Regions from separate parts of the Mus musculus genome. Here region 1 is linked to region 2. Evidence: chromatin contacts called from public Hi-C data. All regions are on one chromosome and are shown on one strand. Each heading gives the region's core, a stretch centred on a gene start, on an enhancer-like site or on the middle of the called end of the contact. The rest is flanking DNA. Distances are from core to core; before and after follow the strand shown.

What was found. A called contact is a pair of places that touch in the nucleus more often than the background predicts.
Region 1: a Hi-C map of conventional type 1 dendritic cells shows a contact between it and region 2, with 1.8 times the contacts expected there. The contact joins the promoter of Slc6a20a here to the enhancer-like site in region 2. A contact is called at or near these places in 1 of 39 promoter capture datasets (HPC-7-derived erythroid cells), 2 of 484 Hi-C or Micro-C datasets (conventional type 1 dendritic cells and female germline stem cell-derived STRA8 germ cells), 1 of 115 datasets of contacts at active chromatin or transcription factors (embryonic stem cells) and 3 of 9 other capture datasets (adipose tissue, liver and pancreatic islet).

Annotation. Positions count from the first base shown.
Region 1 is chr9:123,677,461-123,680,160 of GRCm38.p6, reverse strand. It overlaps Slc6a20a (solute carrier family 6 (neurotransmitter transporter), member 20A), which reads left to right and starts at 1,329. Exons shown (of 11, transcript NM_139142.2): 1 at 1,329-1,475. The coding sequence starts at 1,355.
Region 2 is chr9:123,596,290-123,598,989 of GRCm38.p6, reverse strand. Slc6a20b (solute carrier family 6 (neurotransmitter transporter), member 20B) reads left to right here. Exons shown (of 11, transcript NM_011731.4): 8 at 375-579; 9 at 1,604-1,763. Among named protein-coding and RNA genes, the nearest start is that of Slc6a20b, 35 kb to the left of the region's middle. Within about 2 kb of position 1,414, at least 4 of the 459 cell types and tissues checked have an H3K27ac peak or open chromatin away from gene starts, as enhancers often do. A contact at or near this core is called in conventional type 1 dendritic cells, where this site is marked.

The DNA of each region.
Region 1 (2,700 bases), core at 80-2,579, 81 kb before region 2:
AAACAGAATGGCAGTGCCAGCAAGATGGTAAGACCACTTGCTCTGACCTCTGACCTCCACTCATGCCATGGCACCTGGTCCCAATAAATGCTTGTTTTTGTTTTGCTTTGTTAAAACAAAAAACAGTCTGTGGAATGACAGTAAAGATGCAGAGCAGCTGGGATTAATGAGAATGTGAACTGATATTTTTTGATGCCGCACATAGTCCCAAAGTTCCTAATAGTCCATCTACCTGCCATATTAGAATGTTCACTTTGGTTCTATTCATAGTAGCCACAAACTGGACAACACAAATGTCCACCAACAAGACTGGAACTAGACATAGGAGGATGCAGGAAATATATATATTTAGTATATATATATATACTAAAGCTTAAGAATCTAGAGTTTCTTCCACTGTGTTGTGACTTTGCTTTCTTTACTGTTTTAAGGTTAAAAGTCCTAGGATAGGTTGGGGCAGATTTTTTTTCTATTACAGATGAAACAAGGTCAAAGATGTTAAATGGCTTGCCAAGTCACAGAATTTAGTCTGTGGTGGAATATAGACGCAAACAACAGATCCTGCATCACTGTACCAAACTTTACTGAGTTAGGTTCATTTATATCTTCTTGTTGGACTGGCAAAAACATGAGAATTCTTGGGTTTCCACCTGGCCCAGGGAAGAGAATCTCTGACTCCCATTGGCCTCAAGGCAGCTGTTCAAAACCTGATTCTGCCCACACTACAGGTGCAGGCAAGGGCCGGTAGTTGGAGACCCTTAAGTCTCCCATGTGTGCTAGGATCAAACTCAGGGTCTCAGAAGTGCTAGGAGAGTGATCTGCCTCTGAATCTCCACACCCACCCTCTCTGTGCAAAAGTCATCTCTCCTCTGGGAAGTCCTGGATCCCTGTCTGTCTCTAGGACTTGTCTCTCTCTCTGCTTTACCTAAATTGCCCCTGCATCACCGACTTAGGTGAACTGGGTGGTATTAATTAAAGGAAATTACCCCAGTGGGTCAAAAGAAGTTAAGAACGAGTCACTCCGTGGTATTTAAATGTTCCCGCCACCTGAATGTGAGCCCTGGAGGGGTGGGGTTGCTGTGTCTTCCCGCAGCACAGCAGTGCCAGGCATATAGTATTGTCATCGATTAATCAGTAAGAAGTTGAGGAAACATGATCCTTTCCCCGAGCTCTGAAGTCCACACGCAGGGCCAAGGAGGGGCGCCTTCCCCGCCCGCCGAGGCTAGGGTGGGGCTCACCGTTCCCCACTCACCGGCCTCGCCCCGCGCGCGCGTTAATGAGATTAGCAATTAAAAGGCGGGCGAGCGGCGGCGGCCAGAGACCAGGCCCTGACGGGGAGCAGCGAGCTCGGGACATGGAGAAGGCACGGCCTCAGTGGGGCCATCCGCTGCAGTTCGTGTTCGCCTGCATCTCCTACGCCGTGGGTTTGGGCAACGTGTGGCGCTTCCCTTACCTGTGCCAGATGTACGGCGGAGGTGAGTGCGCACAGGCGGGACCGCCGGGTGCCTGGACGCCGAGCGGCGGTGGCATTCCGGCCCGCGAGCCTCCGCTCGGGGTGGCGTTCTGTCCCGAACACCCCAGCTCGGCCAAGTGTTCGGTCCCACGCGCTTCAAGTTCAAGGGCGGGTGGCCCCTGTAACCGAGAACGCCGCGGCGCGGGGACTGTCGCCCTAAGAAATTGACCCTCGCGGTCCCGAGTCCGAACTGTGGCTCCAGCAGGTGCAGGGCGGCGCCGGCGGGGAACCTGCTGTCCCGGGAGGAAAGGTGCGGTGCCGTCTACAGAGGTGTGAAAGAGGACACTAAATTGTTTATCAGGAACTTGTCGTGCAACTTGCAGTTCCGAAATTTAAGTTCCCGACCGCAAGTTGAAACACCAGTCAAACGGATCGTGAGCGATTTCTTTTACTTTTTCTTAATAAAAAGGATCGGTTTGTAGATGTGAAGACTTAGTTTGGGCTTGGAATCACAGGAGGGAAAAACAAATAATTCCGTGCCCGGAGAATTAGTTTCTTGGTTCTGCTGTTTTGTTTTTATAAATGTTTCCTCTGACCTAGGGGAGAAACTGGGGGTTAAGGGTGGGACAGACACCTCACCCTGCACCCGCTAAAGCAGGGAAAAGAGCTGAGAACTCTGGGACTGGGACTTTCCGAAGTCCAAGTACCGTTCTGGGGTCAGTATGGCATGAAGGAAGTAAGTCTCAGCATAAAAACCTCCCTCTTCAATTCCATTTTCTAAAACCTCATCTAAAGGAAAACGCAGCATATGAACAGAGACAGAAAATAGCATGGCTACCGCCTTTAATAAGATCAAAATGTGAGAAACTTGCTAAGCCATTCAGAAAAAAAAAAAATATTGGTTCAGTAAGTTGTGGAACATCCTTGGCAGCCATAAAGGTAAAGTTTTAATAGAATTTTATCTTAATAGTGTTATCATGTGATAAGTGGAGGCAGGTGAAGTCATATTCAAAACTGTAAAACATTTTTAAGCACTTGTGCTTAAAACCATTCAGAGAAAAGGAAAATGAAAAAAAAATTTCAAGTGTTATCAATAGTTTTCTGGGTGGCTCTTATTTACCTAACAGCATGTTTGTGTATACATGGGAGGAGAGATCTAATAGCATGTGTTTGTGTATGGGTGGAGAGAAAGCTAATCAGCACATTAGTTCTCGATATCAGGACAGTAAAAAATATTAATGTATTAC
Region 2 (2,700 bases), core at 165-2,664:
CTCAGCTTCCACAGCAGGTTACAAACAGGAATGTGGCCACCAAGGAACCCTACCAGGTCACGCCCACCACACAGGGCCCATCACACTTTCTCAGTTCTGGCACTGGAAACAAAGACTCAAATACAATTTTGTAATATTTTATCTAAAATGTAAGAGGGATAGGAAGGGGTAATGCAGGGTTCATCACAGTGTGTGTGTGTGTGTGTGTGTGTGTGTGTGTGTGTTGGCTAGCTTTTTTGAGCCAGTATAGTTGATTCTCAGGACCTTGGAGCTGGCCACACCTGTTTCCTTTACTTCAGCCCAGGTCCTGACACTGAACACATTTGTTAAAAAGACTATCAAGGTAATAACTACTATCATTTTACCACTCTCAGGCTGTCCAGGGCACAGGCCTGGCCTTCATCGTCTACACTGAGGCCATTAAAAACATGGAAGTTTCCCAGCTCTGGTCAGTGCTCTACTTCTTCATGTTGCTAACACTGGGTATGGGAAGCATGGTGGGGACAGGAACGGCCATCCTCACCCCTCTGACTGACAGCAAGATCATCTCCAGCTACCTGCCCAAGGAGGCCATTTCAGGTCAGGACACACTGCTGAGGAGGGAGGGTATGGGTGGGCAGGGAAATGTAAGGCAATTGGCAGAATGGTTTCCTCAAGAGCCTTGTGCTTCTAAGCCAACTCCAGAAGCAGGCTCTAGGAGTCTGTGTTCCTGTACTGTGTCCTACTCAGCCCTGGAGATGGACTAGAAACACACCCCATCCCAGGGAAGTAGGGTGGTCGGTCAGCCCACCCTTGGGCAAAGGCTAACTCCCCAGCCTGCACTCAGGTTTCCAGGCTTTGAGAGCCCCCATCTGTTTTTGTTTTAATTGAAGGACAACAGTCATAAACTGTCCATTTCCTAAGGTGAGTCCTGTTCCCAGGCCAGGAGCTCCTTCCACATACTCTCCAGGCAACAAGCCCCCAATCAGATCACCCTTTTCTGACTTCTAATGCTACTTGTGTTTGCCTCTGCTCTTGAAAGGTCATTTACAAAGATACTGTAGGCCTGCTGTCAACACTCAAAACCTGTCAGTGAGATAGCTGCACTGTGCAGTTGTCAGTCCCTGGTCTTGTCTGATAAATCATTCATTGTGAGAGCACATACCACTTCCTCATGCATTTTGACTGTGAGGTTGTTAGTAAAGCCTTTCCCATGATGGCTACCATTAACTTCACTCTCATGCACCCATCCAGGGTCATGAGAATTCTGTGGCCAGACACCTCTGCCTCTGATGATTCTGTAACTCCATATCCAAGATGGGTAAAACAAGATGGGTAATCCAGTCTTCATGTTCTGACCACTCACTGAAAGCTACACTCTCTTTACTCAGACTCTCCTAGCACTTGGCATCCTTCCCGGGACTGGGTCTCTGCAGCCCAGTTGTATATACTGTCCCTAGTTCCTTTTTCCATGAACTGACATCCCCTAAAGAGCAGCTCCTATAGCTCATGTCAGTGAACCTACCCTTTAAAGTACACCTAGGGACCTGTAGCTCCTGCTGGCAAATAATGTGAGATGAGAGTAGGGAGACTCGGAGAGATGAGCAGTGATCTTGTCTTCCAGGTTTGGTATGCCTCCTCAACTGTGCCATTGGCATGGTGTTCACCATGGAGGCTGGGAACTACTGGTTTGACCTATTCAATGACTATACAGCCACGCTGTCTCTGCTGCTCATTGTGCTGGTAGAGACCATAGCTGTGTGCTATGTGTATGGGCTAAAGAGGTAAGGCGACCTCAGACCCTGCCTTCTACATGGGGTAGCTAAGCTGCAGGGCCACACTTATAAGAAAACCATCCTTCCTCAATAGGCATGTCCCTTTTAGATGCCTCTTTGCCTTCAGATCTCATTCATCTCTTGCTTCCTCAGTTGGCCTGCATCCAACAGCCTCTTTCTATTTCCTGTTCTACACTTTTTATCATGGCATGCTTTCTGATCAGGGACTCAGCCTCCAGGCTTAGATACTTTGATCATTGGGGATTTTCAAGAACCCTGTCCAACACTGGGATGTTTTTAGTCTTCCAAGTGATGAAGTATGCATCGGAGCCAAAAATGTCACATAGAGCTTTCAAACTGGTGGCCAATGAAATGAAGATTACAGGACCTCCTTCATTAGGGGTCTGGCTAAAGTCTGGGAGAAAGTGCAATAATTGATATGTCTAGCACTTTCCTTGGTCTTCCGGGGACCACATGCTGAGAACCACTAGTCTAGGATCTTGTTCTTTTAGTCATCCTGTGAGGAGGGGAAGAGAGAGCCCTTCACAACCTCTTCTCTACTGCTCCACTCTACTTGCTCTTCCAAACACAAAGTGCCTGTTCTGAGGCCATCTCAAGGAGGAGTAGAGAATACTTGGACTCATCATCACTAATGGACAGAGTGGGTGGGTGGGCAGAGTGGCAATGTCATCCTTGCCCTGTGGACTGAGGAAACTGGCATCCCCCTCCACCATGCACCCTGGCTCCATCTTCTCCAGGAATTACCCTCAGGTCCACATCAGGAGCCTTCCTATGAAGGCCAACACTGGGGAGATGCCCCATGATCCCTTCCTTCTTGGTCATTCTCCCCTTAGGCAGCATCAGCCCTTTTCTCTTTTCCACAACACCTCCCCCAGGAAAGGAAGGGATCAGACAGGTTCAGGGTCACACTCAAAGATCACTGGTA